Linked DNA regions of Mus musculus: region 2 is linked to region 1. Evidence: chromatin contacts called from public promoter capture Hi-C data. All regions are on one chromosome and are shown on one strand. Each heading gives the region's core, a stretch centred on a gene start, on an enhancer-like site or on the middle of the called end of the contact. The rest is flanking DNA. Distances are from core to core; before and after follow the strand shown.

What was found. Capture Hi-C pulls out chosen DNA fragments and counts their contacts.
Region 2: a promoter capture Hi-C map of liver shows a contact between it and region 1. The contact joins two enhancer-like sites. A contact is called at or near these places in 2 of 115 datasets of contacts at active chromatin or transcription factors (effector CD8 T cells and memory CD8 T cells) and 2 of 9 other capture datasets (adipose tissue and liver).

What each region holds. Positions count from the first base shown.
Region 1 is chr4:139,228,868-139,235,689 of GRCm38.p6, reverse strand. All of the region lies in intron 1 of Capzb (capping protein (actin filament) muscle Z-line, beta), which reads right to left. Among named protein-coding and RNA genes, the nearest start is that of Capzb, 39 kb to the right of the region's middle. Within about 2 kb of position 2,674, at least 121 of the 459 cell types and tissues checked have an H3K27ac peak or open chromatin away from gene starts, as enhancers often do. A contact at or near this core is called in liver, where this site is marked.
Region 2 is chr4:139,370,097-139,376,918 of GRCm38.p6, reverse strand. Emc1 (ER membrane protein complex subunit 1) reads right to left here. Exons shown (of 24, transcript NM_146157.4): 20 at 5,822-5,995; 21 at 5,113-5,323; 22 at 3,026-3,110; 23 at 1,710-1,839; 24 at 1-1,573. The coding sequence ends at 1,394. Among named protein-coding and RNA genes, the nearest start is that of Ubr4, 7.2 kb to the left of the region's middle. Within about 2 kb of position 3,143, at least 25 of the 459 cell types and tissues checked have an H3K27ac peak or open chromatin away from gene starts, as enhancers often do. A contact at or near this core is called in liver, where this site is marked.

The DNA.
Region 1 (6,822 bases), core at 1,425-3,924:
CTCCCGTAAGTGAAGCAACATGGGAAAGTCTACTGACAGCCCGTAAAAAGTTAAAATTAGAGTGCAGTGGACCAGAGCCACTCGCTAGGAGTCACACCGAGCCTGGGGGTCCGAAGGGAACAGCATCAAGAACACCAAGAAAACAGGGTAGGGGGGAAGGGTCCCCTGTGGACAACCCAGGAGACACCCCCACTTTCATGAGGTCCAGAAACAAGTATGGATGAACTTGTCTGCTATCTATGGATGCACGTGCACCTCAAACTAGTACAGCAGCCTAAGAAGACTGAATACAGAACTCATAACCATGGAAGACTTACACAGGCACCAGGAAACAGAAGACAGTATTGTCTGGGTCTTGTAAGACACACTGAGAAGCTTCAAACTGTGTTAATCTGTTATTTACGTAGTCAGCAGACAGGCAGACAGGCAGGCAGGCATACATACATACATACATACATACACACACACATACATATTTATTTTATGTGTATGAATATATTGCCTGCATGTATGTCTATGTCCATGCCTGGTGCCAATGAATGCCAGAAGAGGGCATCAGATCCCATAGAACTGGAGTTACAGATAGTTGTAAGTCACCTTGCAGGTTCTGGGACTAGAACCTAGGTCTTCTGAAGAGCAACAAGTGCTCTTAATTGCTAAGCCAGCTCTCTAGCCCCATAAATAAAGCACTAGGAAGAAAGACCACAGGAGCAAGTGAAGACGGGGTGCAGCAGAGGAGGAGGTCTTTCCTGTGGCTAGATGTCTGTGAGACTTCAATCTGTGCCTGGTTGTGGCCTGTATACCCTCGGAGATGCTTCCTAAATGGACACTTCCTTCCTCCCCTGAAGAGCAGATGCATAGCTGGGTCCCTCTGCCCTGCTTATCTATAAAACCACCCTTCTGGATTCACTAGTCAATAACTGGGCATGGAGTGCCAACCTTGGGCCAGGCCCTGAACTTGGCCTGAGGCATGAACACATGACAGGGACACAGCAGTTTACCTTTGGTCCTGTACCCATCTTCTTAGGCTGCCCTTCCCCAAAATTACTTCTTATTCTGCAAACTGTAAGCCCTTGACTAAAATGGCTTCTTGCAAGTGCCCTCCTTCAGAAAGCCAGCTTTCTGGACTTTCCCTCCCACCACACTGGTGGTCATGGGATGGGATGAAAATTAAGTAGCCAAAGAAAGGCCATTCCACCGCACCTTCCACAGCTCTCTGCCCATTCAATTAGTCATTCAAAAATTATTTATTGTTGCCTAGGTAACCAGCTCTGTTTTTGATGCTCAATAGTGAATACAAAGTCCCTGGTCTTTACAGAGCTTACAGTGCAGGGGAAAAAAAATTAAAATCAATTAGGAAAAAAACCGCAGTGGGACAAGAGCGGAGGGCATGAAAGGATACGGGTGCTGGCTTCTGAAGTCCATCAGCCAAGGCAGGAGGGGTGGCTTCTGCTAGCTTCCCCATAACTTTAAAAAAGTCACAAAAGTGCCTAAATCACCTGGCAACAAGTAAAATACTGTCCACTAAGTGAGAACTAAGAGGCAAACCAAATGCCACAGGAGAGAGTACAAGGGCCCGAGTGTCATCCAGTCTTCTGCACACAGCCCAACCTGCCCTGCTAAATACAGAGACAAAGTTCCTGGGGAAATCATGAGCAAAGTAAACACCATCAGTTCCCGAGCAAGGCAGGCACACCAAGAGCCAGGCACACGCTGGCCTGTGATAAGCCCCCGCTGTACACTGCACACACACACTCCCCCAGCAATGATAAAGCTGGACAGAAAGCTCAGAGGACTACTATAGCCAAAGGACTCCCAGGGACATGTGAGTGTGTGTGTGTGTGTGTGTGTGTGTGTGTGTGAGTCTGTACCTGAGGCATCCCTTAGGGGCCCTGCAGGGTCACAGTGCACCTCCACAGTCTAAAAGGAAGAGAAGGGCTGATGATGAGACCGTATGCTGCGCCTTGAGGGCCAGCACAGCACAGAGATGGGATGAGCGCTGGTCTCGAGTAGGAGGTGACTGGGCCTTGTAATGAGTGACCGGTACTCACAGGCAGCTCACTTAGCGTGGACCAGGCTTAGAGCCCCATCACCCCATCACTGTGGCTCTTGTCTCTTGTCAGGGGGAAGGCATGTGGTTGTGTGCTGTCTTCTCTGGACTCTGTAAAATCCACTGCCCTGTGTAGGAAGAGCTCAGAGGGATGGCACCGACCTGTATCACAGGAGACTGATTTCCCAAAGCCAGCCCTAACTCGGCACTCTGCCCTATCCAGCACGCCTGGTCAGTCTCTCTCTGCCACTGGACTCACATGTGTCCACAGCCCTTTCTTCTCAGAAGTGGGGTACGTCTTGTGACTACTTTGGCAATCCTACAGCAAGCCTGACCTTGAGTGACTTCTGAGGATAGATGAGACTGGCAGCTTCTCTCCACAGGAAAAGCAGCTCAGACCTTCTAAGACAGATAGGCCCCTAAGCCCTGGCAGTACGTCTGGCTTCCGCTGACGACACCAATACATGCCCCTGAGTCAGAATGGCCTGGCCAGGGTGTCCCCAAGCCGGGCCAGGGTGTCCCTAAGCCGATGACCACAGAAGCCACTCTGGAGGAACTTTGGAGACACTAGGGAATCTTGGGTAACCTTGTTGGATGGCAGTAGCACACAGTTTCTTGCAATGACCACTGGGGGGCAGTCTCACTAGATGAGCCTTGGGCAGAAGAGACCATCAAGGGACCTTCTCGGGCATGCTCAGAAGGCTGCAGAGTCAGTAGTTAATGGGCAGAACAGACAGGAGGGGAGTTGAAAAGCTCAGAGTGCATGCAGTCTGGGCATCCTTTGAAACATGGTGTATCTAACTCCAGGGAGAACCAGGAGCCCACACTACTAGGACTTCCAGGCGGAAGTGGGGCCTGGTTCTCCTGACTGGTTGGGCAGATCTGGACTCTGGTGGCATCTGCATATAAACAGAGCCCGCAGAGCTAGTTTACATTCCAGAGGGGTTTAGTGAATACTCACTTCAGACTGCACAGGGTGAGCTGCTGGCGCCTGGAGGCTGGGCTGACTCACCACAGACTTGTGGTGTCCCACTTGACCAGGACTGGCCTCCAGGATGGTCTTGTGACCCAACAAGCATTGTTTAGCAGAATCTGTTTTTTGCCTTGGAACACAGAACAGTTTGTGCTGGGGGCTATTTGGGAGAGAATGAAGGGCAAACCCAGCCTCCATGTCAGGTCACTCAGGAAAAACGCGCATTTTGGTTGAATAAAATGAAAAGTGATTTTTCTACTGAATAACTGTCCCTGGGAGGCACACTGATGACAGTGGCCCAGACACAGTGAATCCTCAGGGTGGCATTTGTTTCCATGGAAAATCTACTGAGGAAACAAAACAACATCTACTTGGGCAGAAGGTCCCTGAAACTTGTCATGGATGGGTCAGTGACATCTTTTGAAACAGACTAAATCAACATCATGTGACACACCAGGAACCATTTAGCACTGTCTTGGATCATGCAGATGTCTCTAGAAGATGGTAATCTCTCAGGAAGAAAGGAGCTCAGGTCCCTGAATGGCCTGCCACCTCATGTGCAAGAAATAATTCCCTGCTTTACCTTGGCTCTAGAAAGAACGAACCCTTTAAAGCAAGCAGCATGATGCAGAAGCAATGCCATTTTGACAGTGCCTCCTTCTCACACTGCAGAACTCTTAGCGAGGCATAAGGACATGGCTTCTCTGCCAGGACACGCTCTGGGCAGTCCAGGGCCCATTCTTCCTGGTTCCTGTCTAACTTGACACAGGCTTTCCATGTGGGCTGCCAACGGTCTCTAGGAAGCAGGGGTGTCACTTCAGGTGCCAAGTCACTCTGCATCAACTAAGGAGGATAGACTTGAAAGCCAACATCTGCTGCACACAACCCCCTTACTGTGTGCCATCGGGCAATGGTTCCCTAACGCTGCAGTGAGATGAGGGACAGAAGGACAAGGACAGACTAAGTCCACAGGTGCTGTCAAGAGGTCCTCCCGGAGCACCTTGCAGCCTGCTCTCTGATGCCTTCTCATCCAATGTCCCACAGAGGTTGCAGCTGAGAACAGCCAACTACTTGAACCATCTCCCTATTTCCTGATGTCTCCAAACCCACCTGAGGTTATCAAAACCACACCAATGTGACAGGCTTAGAAGAGTCCCATGATGCCTAGACATGTGACCCAACAGTGGGAATTTCCATGTGCTTCTCCCAGAGGAAACTTAGCAACCTGCACGCAGCTCCTGTCTAGCTCTCTAGCCACCATAGATGGATGGACTGACTTTCCCTGACACAGCCCGTGGGAACCAAAGCCTCCGAGCGAGTCACCCTCAGCTGTGCGTCTGTCTGCAGCGTCAGCTCCCACCTGCAAAACTCAGGGTCATTTCTCCGTGGAGCCTGGAATTCACTCTGTGAGGCTGGTGGAAAGGCAGAGTTCTCTGAAAGGAACAGGTTTCCGGCATCTCCAGGAGGCAGAAACACTCCATGAGTTCCAAGACAGCCTGGTCTACAGAGTGAGTTCCAGGACACAGAGAAACTTTGTCTTAAAATTCAAAACAAAACAAAACAAAAAAGGCCAACTCAATGAGCAAACCAATTCCAAAAGAAAAGGGAAGTAAGTAGCGTTGCCTCTGCTGCTGAGCACTGAGCACTGAGGAGTACTGAGCACTGAGGAGCACTGAGCACTCAGGCTCATGTCCTGGGGAAAGGGTGCCGGCTTCACAGGTGAGTGAAGGCAGTCAGGAAACTCAGGCCTCTTGGCCTGGAGCCAGAGCACTGTGACACTGAGACAGACTGGCCTCCACGCCCAAGACCACTAACCAACAGTATCCAGTCTAATAGTCACTTCCTGTAGCAGCCTGCTGGCACAGAGAATTAATTAGCAACAGTGAAGGTCTTCTCCTGGGAGGGGGGGGGCAATTCCACCACCAATCTGTCTCCTTAGATTACAACCACAGTCTCACACACCACTGACAGGTGATTTCTTAAAAACACTAAAGCGTTTTGGAAACTGTGTCTCTGGATGAGGGTTTCCTGGCCCCTTTAGAAGAGTCCACAGGGCGCCATCACCTATGGTCTGTTCATTAATGGTTCGCAGATGTCTCTAGCTTCTGCCTCTGTACGATCCTGGCTGGTTTCATGTAACCAGCGACTAATCCCTCCACTTTGTCAACTGGCAGCTAGACACATAATTAGGGGCAATCCCAAGATGTCTTCAATAGATGGCATGTGTGCTGTGCACATCCACTTCTATGGTACGGGAAACTCAAACGGACTCTGCGCAAAGGCTAGGCAATTAATCCAGAGTGTCCCTGTATTCCAAACCTGGAAGAAAATTGTTTGGACAACAGTCCGCACGTGCACTGGCTGAGAGAAGTCAACTCCTTTTGTAGCAGCGGCAGCCGACTGACAAGAACCTGCTCTTAAACACATCCATGAGCTAGCCTGGATGCAATTCGTAGTATTTGGATATTTTTTAACATAATACATTGTACATAATATTTACCCCAATAAAGTACTTGTACCGAGTTCAAAGGTGGGGGTGGGAATATGACAGATCAGTTCCCATCAGCCAACAGCACAAATACTCCCAAAGCAGCAATATATGAAGAATGGGGGGGGGGGGCGGGGAGGTCTCCATCAACCCCAAGCATTTTACTTACAAGGAGAACAGGGCTGTTTCTTGATTTAGGCCTAAAGGAAGGCTTGAAAGAAACACAATACTTGTGCATCACATAAGCACTCAGAGGTAAGCTGCTTTCTCAGACCACATGAAGCCCTGGGTTCAAGTCCCAGCACAGCAAAAAGAAAAACAAGAACTCACGGCTATTTTAAAACATTTTAAAACTTTTAACTCACACCCACACTTGCACACACGTACATGCCGTGTACTGATCAGATCGAGGCCCCCCTATGCAGCCTGCCATGCATGTCTTTGCGCAGGGCCATTCGGAATCCTTTCTAGCAGCTACTTTGAGTACACAGTTAACTGTAGTTGCCCACTGTGCTGTGGAACACTGACGGACATTCCGAGCACCTCTGCTCTTGGTTTCTCCTACTTCCAGGCCCGTTTAAAGGAAAACTGTACCTAACTTCTGAGCATTGCTGTCTGCTTTTCCCCACTCAAAGGCTAGGTGCCACACTCAACACAGGTACAGAACAGCAGACAATAGGATCCTGCAAGAACCTGTTCCCACACCCCTCCACTGTATCAACAAAGCCACTCTGCTTTTGGGTACCTATGATGCAATACTTGCTGAAACGTAACGTGCTTGCAAATTTAAACTAAGACCTCATAGTACTCCTCTCTTCTGGTTTATATCATGACCTACAGGACAAAGAGATGACCCTACCCACACCCAAAAAAGACACTTCCTGCCTTCACTGTACAAGACCTAAGGTAGCCTGGCAAATCAGAAGTAAGACAGAAAAGGGTGTCAAGCTTATACTTGCCATATCCTAGCAGTGGGGTCTGGACAAGTCTGTCACCTTCCTAATTCTTAATTCTTTCATCGGTTAAACACAACTAGCCATGCTATCTCCAGTGCAAGGTTCCTGGAAGGCTAAGAAGCACCTGTAAAGAAACCCACATCATCTCAAACTGTGTCCAAGGAGAAGCAGGCTTCACAAAGACAGCTGATTCTCGGTCCTGGTGCCAGGCTCCAGAGTTTCTAAAGCCCCGCCTGCCCTCTGCTTATCAGTTAACATTACCTGAAGGCATACAAGAGTCTCCAACAAGGGCTTGAACAACCAGTCGCAAAGCTAATCATTTTGGTTCTTCATGAAACCAAAGCATTCTCTCCAA
Region 2 (6,822 bases), core at 1,894-4,393, 140 kb before region 1:
TATGGAGAGCTTCAGTGCAGAGAACTGGCCTGGCATGAGAGACCTTGGATTCTACCCCTAATGCCACGCAGAAAATTATACCAATGAGATTTAAAACTTGCCCACCACCAAGCATGATGGCCAACACCAGCAATCCCAACACTGGGAGGCTAAGGCAGGAGGATTGCAAGTTTGAGGCCAGCCTGGGCTAACTGAGCAAAACTCTGTCTTTAAAAAAAAAAAAAAAAGCTAAGCATGGTGATGCATGCCTTTTAATCCCAGCACTTGGGAGACAGAGGCAGGCGGATTTCTGAGTTCGAGGCCAGCCTGGTCTACAAAGTGAGTTCCAGGACAGCCAGGGCTATACAGAGAAACTCTGTCTCGAAAAGCCAAAAAAAAAAAAAAAGGTTTTAACAAAGCTGCTTTCCTCCAGCTGTGCTACAGGATGTCTATAGGGGCCTATAGGGACAATAGATTTGATGTACTGGACCTCAAGATCTCACCAAGGCTCAGACTGTTAGTTTTAAAAGGCTTTAGCCCTAAGGCACACACCTTAGATCCCAGCACTTGGGAGGCAGAGGCAGGAAGATCTCTGTGAGTTCAAGACCAACCTGGTCTACAAAGAGAGTTCTAGGACAGTCAGAGTTACACAGAGAAACCCTGTCTACAAAAACAAAAAAAAGAAAAAAGAAAGAAAAGTATTAAAGATTTTAGCCTTGCTATAGCTCAGGAGAAAAAGCACAGGTTGTGGATGAAAAACCAAATTACTGTTATGTGCTTGGCTTTGATAGGCTGAAAGAAATGGCCCAGCCATATAAATGGTGGCATGGAATGACAGCTTGGTTAAAATTAGTTCTCACTCCATGTATGGATCCTTCAACTTCTCTTCAGAGAGAGAAGTCCTCAGACCTTGGCTAAGAATGGCTCCTGCATCCACCCCATCAGTCAGGCAGCCACACACACCTTAAAGCCAGAGCTGGCCCATCAAGCTTGAAAGCAAGAGACAAGAGAATAAGGTGTCAGAATATTTCTAGTAAGACTGGAAATACAGAAGGTTAACTAAGGTCAATTTAAACAGTCTCAGAAGAAAGAAACCAGAGGTCTCATGAAAGGAAAAAAAACAAAAAAACAAAAAGAAAACAAAAACAAAAGGCTCACAGCATCCACGAATGAGCACATAAAGGGAACAGGGAGTGGATCAGATGCACGGAGCTCCTCCACGCTGAGGTGGGTATCTGACCACAAGAACTGTTCGTCACCGTGTTCCCGAAGCACTTCTCCATGAAGGTGCACCTTCTTCTCCCAGACGTAAGTGAGACAAGAGCCCAGCCCAACCTCAGGGATCCAACAGTCCACGGCCATCTCCTTAGCTGTCCCTCTTCCCGAGGCTCCACTCTGGCACGGTGCTCCCATTTTACCGCCAGGCTCGATTGAGGAGTTTCACCTGTGCCAGCCTCTTTGTGATCATGGTGGCAAAAACCAGGCCAAAAAGGACACTGCTGATGAGCACATAGTCGTAGTCATCTTTCAGGACATCAAACTGCTTGGACGGGTAAACTCGAGTTTGGTAAATATCCAAACCGTAGGCCACAACCTAAAAGACAGCTAGAATGAGAACTGGGGATAAAGACAGCCAGTGAGCAGCCACAGCACCTCAGATTCAGTCAGGAATGAGGTGGGATCCTCAAGGCACAAGACCACCACTGCAGAGGTCATGTGGGGCCACTCACCAAACAAGTGGACTCCAGGCCTGAGGGCGCTGTATAGATGCCTCGCATTCGAGAGACTGTCTGGTTATAGTTGATGAATCGCTCTGCATGGACCTGAACATCTGGAGAATATGGGATCAGGTTCTCTTCTCTGCAAAACACAGGTAGGGATAGGAACTCTAAAAGCTGCTATAAAGGGACCTCTTTCTTGGCTGTCCTTCCTGGGATCCAGGTCCCAGGACACACACTAAACCTGAATTTCCTCTGAGGCCTACTTCAGTCAGGTTGTTACGAATACAGCAACTGAAGGAACACGGAAGGGCTGTAAGGAAGGCTGGTTGGAGAATAAGGTTAAGCACCAGACTCCTAAGTTGTTCTACATTTGCTAAGAACACATAACATAAGCCAGGCATGGAGCATATACCCACAATTCTCAGCACTTAGGAAGCAGAGACAGGAGAACTGTCCCAAGTTCAAAGTTCCAGGCCAGCCTGGGCTACAGTGATTTCTAGGCCAGCCTGGGCTACAGTGAGATGCTGTCTTAAAACCAAAGAAAGAAAACATCACACAGATGGCCAGCACTGCACACAAGAAGAAGAAAGGCCATTTTCAAACGAACACACTAAACCACTGGCAACTCCCACTCTTGACACAACCGCCTCAGTCTGGTTCATTCTCAGAAAGGGTACAGGGTTCTTCTAGCTCCACCCTGTCTCTTGCTTCAACCCACTCTCTGCTTCTCCCACTTCCTGCCCTTCTGGGTTTCCCTAAGGGAAAAGACTTTAGGATACAGGAGAGGAGACAGGCAGAAATTCAACAACTCTTAGCTTTCCTTCCTCACTTGCTTCCCTGCCTACGCCTTTACCCTTCACTACTCCCGCCTTTAGACTCAACGGGCCTGGCTCCAGGGCTGTGGTGTTGTTTCTTCTGCCTGGAATAATCTCACTGTACACTGTCGCTATCTTCAGACACACCAGAAGGGGGCATCGCATCAGATCCCATTACAGGTGGTTGCAAGCCACCATGTGGTTGCTGAGAATTGAACTCAGGACCTCTGGGAGAGCAAGAATGTACACCAACCAACCACCTTCAGATCACCTTTATCAAAGAACTTCCCAGAGCCCATCTCAAATTCTTCCACACACATCCCTGACACCCTCACAGCTTCCTAGAATCTTTTTCCTCTGCATTTACCAGTGACACCATTCACTTAGCTTGTTACCTAATGTCATTTCCCACCCAAACATCAGCTCCCAGAGGCAGGCTCCTAGCATGGCAGACTGAGCACTAGTATTGTCCATGCATTCAGTCCTGATAGTCAGAGCCTTGTGTCTCACCTGCTTTGCTCTGTTGGGATCTCTGGGCGCCGGGGATCCAGCAAGGCCTTGGGGAGGGAAAGGATTGCTCCAGAAGGCAGCCCAACTGCACAGGAAGAGATGAAGGTTCACATTTACCGAATCCGGGATAAGGCCAGTTACACAGAGCTTTACAATAAAGAGCTTCAAGTTACGAAAAAACAGGTCACCAAGGTCCTGTTAAATAATCAAAAACAAACAAAGCCGGGCGTGGTGGCGCACACCTTTAATCCCAGCACGCAGGAGGCAGAGGCAGGCGAATTTCTGAGTTTGAGGCCAGGCTGGTCCACAGAGTGAGTTCCAGGACAGCCAGGGCTTCACAGAGAAACCCTGTCTCCAAAAAAATAAAAAATAAAAACAAAACAAAATGAAACCGCTGGAAACAGTAAAGCACTAATACACATGGGCATGGGTGACTGTGCCTGGCGTGAAGACACTGGGTTCTTGACACAGTCTAGTTAGCCTGAGGCCATGTGGGCTGCTGGGTAATGCAGCCAGGAATGCAGAGAAACAAGCACTGGACAACAGCAGTTTCATAATGGTGGTCAAAGGTCCTGTAATGTCCAGAGCTAGTTCCCTCCTGCTTGACAGCAAGTAACACTAGGTGCCTGTAGAAGCTCAGAGCCCCAAGCGTCTCCGGTAAACCTGAGCAGGAGCCTGTTAGTTTCCCACTGAGTCTTAATCCCAGACTACACCAAGTGAGCTCTGGTTTCCATACAAGTCTGCACAGGCTATGTTTAAGAATGACCCGGGGCGGGGGCTGGCTCAGCGGTTAATAGCACTGACTGCTCTCCCAGAGGTTCTGAGTTCAATTCCCAGCAACCACATGGTGGCTCACAACCATCTGTAATGGGATCTGATGCAATGCCCCCTTCTGGTGTGTCTGAAGACAGCTACAGTGTACTCATATACATAAATAAATCTTAAAAAAAAATGACAAAGGGGTTGGAGAACACTGGAAAGATCACTCAGTGGCTAGAGCACTAGTGTCCTTCCGGGACCAGGGCTCGAGTCTTACCTCCACACGGCAGCCCACAATAACCTGTGACTACCTCTGACTTCTACTGCAGTGAATCCAGTGCCCTCTTCTGGCTTCCCTGAGCACCAGGCATAGATGTGGAACACAGATGTGTGCAAAACACCCATACACATAAAATAAATGTTTAGGAAGTTAAAACATGTCATCAGGACCAGGCATAGTGAGCACACTGTCTCAGCACTTGGGAGGCAGAGAGGATCACTGGGTTCGATGCCAGTCTGTCTACATAGTGAATTCCAGGACAGCCAGGGCTATGTGGAGAGACCCTATCTCAAAAACAAACAAACCAAAAATCAAGATGCTGAGCATTCATGTGGGGGGAGGCGGGAAGATTAGGAGTTGGAGGCCACCTTGAGCAATATGAGATCCTGTCTCAAATAAAGAATGACATCAAGAGTCAGGCACAGAAAGACGTTTCACTTTCTCTCATACGTGTGTGTGTGTGTGTGTGTGTGTGTGTGTGTGTGTGTGTGTGTGTGTGTGTGTGTGTTTAAGATCATAAAAGTAGAAAGCGGGCTGGGTGTGGTGGCGCACGCCTTTAATCCCAGCACTCGGGAGGCAGAGGCAGGCGGATTTCTGAGTTCAAGGCCAGCCTGGTCTACAAAGTGAGTTCCAGGACAGCCAGTACTATACAGAAAAACCTGTCTCGAAACCCCCCCCCCCAAAAAAAAGTAGAAAGAGGACCATGAAAGAAAATGAGGAGATGGTGGGTGGATGGGAGAGCCTGGGGACAGCCATGCTCCATGGAGTAGAAGGGGGACTCTGCAGAGGGAGGGAAGTGACCAGCAGAGGGGTAGGGCATAAAGAAGAACAAGAATGGCATAGGTCTATGAGAATGCCTAAGGGAAACCCATTATTTCGAATACTAACCTAAAAACATATGTAGCTAAAACAAATGAAACCGGGGATGAAAGAAAGCACCAAAGGAAGGAAGTGGCTCATGAAATCCAGCACTAAGCAAAGGCAGGCAGGGCAGAGCATCCTCACAGCACAGCCCCACTTCAGCTGAAGCCGTCCTCCCAACACTCACTGAGCAAGTGCCGGCTGGTGATGCCCCTCTCGGTGATGGTAGCTTCCATGGCACTGATGGAGGAGGGGAAGATGTAGGACTGCTGGAGGACCTGGGGCAGCTGGGGTCGGTCTAGAGAGCTGAAGGCAGTGGCATTGTACTGTTCAGTGCCCTCGTAGAGCTCCAGGGCCGTCAGCTCATTGCGCCGAGCCTTAGAATTCCAGTACTGGTACTGTGAGCAGAAGGGGAGGCAATCTGGATTTAGTGTCAGATCACCTGGAAAGGGAACGCCGTTCACAGCAGCTGCAGACCAGGGAGGAAAAGACCCAGCTGCTCTCTGCTTTTCTTCCTGTTGCAGTTTTCCTAACTTCCATCACTAACGGCTTTGTCTAGGCTGTCCAAAGTTGTCCACGACACAGGAACTGCCACCGCTCTCTGGGAACAGCAGCCAACCTCTGGGTGCTTATGAGGTACACTGACTGAGTTAACCCGGAGGAAACCACCACTCTCCTTATTTCACAGTGCAACCAGAGAGCTCACAAGATCAGTTCAAGGACCTACAGGCAATGGGAAGAGCGGAACATCCCACGCCCTCAACCCTGACTCCCAGGCCCCTCTGACCCTGTGCTGCCTGCCAGGGGCTGGAATCTTAAGAAAGCACAAAGTAGCTGCTGTTTCCAGAAAGGACATGCGACTTGGGGACCTCCTGAGCTGTGCAGTGAGTCCTTACCACCACCCAGTTCTCTGAATGCACAAGGTGGACAGGGCCCCTGGCCTTCTTCTGCACGGAGGAGTGGATGATGCGGCCAGTGACACCATCAATGAGGAAGATGCCAATAAAGGTGCGCTCGTGGTGGACATCCGTGCTCTCTGTCACCACGGCCAGCAAGTTGGGGTTCAGACTCTGGGAAGAGAAACCAGTGACAAACTTTAGGAACCACAGCAGCATGCCATGTACTTGGTTCTCCTGTGAGCTCTGGGGCCTGAGGCCAGTAAGGAGCTCAGCACCTGGCAGATGCCCCGGCACTGCTGAGCAAACAGCTCACGGTGTGGCTTCTCAGCAAGGACTGGGGCCACACTGAACGCCTAGTGTGTCCCTTAGTCCTCTCAGAAGCCCTATGATGCAGCCATTTTTCCCTCCACTATGTGGGCGCTGAGGATCAAACACAGGTGCAAGAGCCTTTGTCTGCTAAGCCATCTAGCTCACTACTACCTTTTTTTTTTTAATATCACTATGTAGTCTCAAGTTTACAATCCTCCTGCCTCAGCCTCCTGAGTGAGAATTAAGTGTGCCACTCTCCTATAAGGGATATAATTTGCAACCCACAAAGTATCACAAAACCTCTGTGAAATTTCTGATGGACTAATTAACCTTAAACCCCAGAAGACTATAGTCATACCTATACTATTAATAAAACTAGCATCCAATGATGAGTACCACAGAGCAAGCACTGAGAGAAGCTAATAGCTTATGGAATGCCCAGATCCTGAGGAGGAAGGTATATATGTGTAGGCTGGGCACACAGTTTGATGGTAGAGTACTTTTCCTAGCGTGACAGAAGCCCTGAATACATACATAGTACCTCACACATGCCGTGGTACATGCCCCATCCCCACATATACAAAATAAATAATGTAACAATATAAAACAATGATATAATAAAACATAATACTTATTAATTATATAAGTAGGGCACAGTAGTCCATGACTTAAATACCAACACTCAGGAC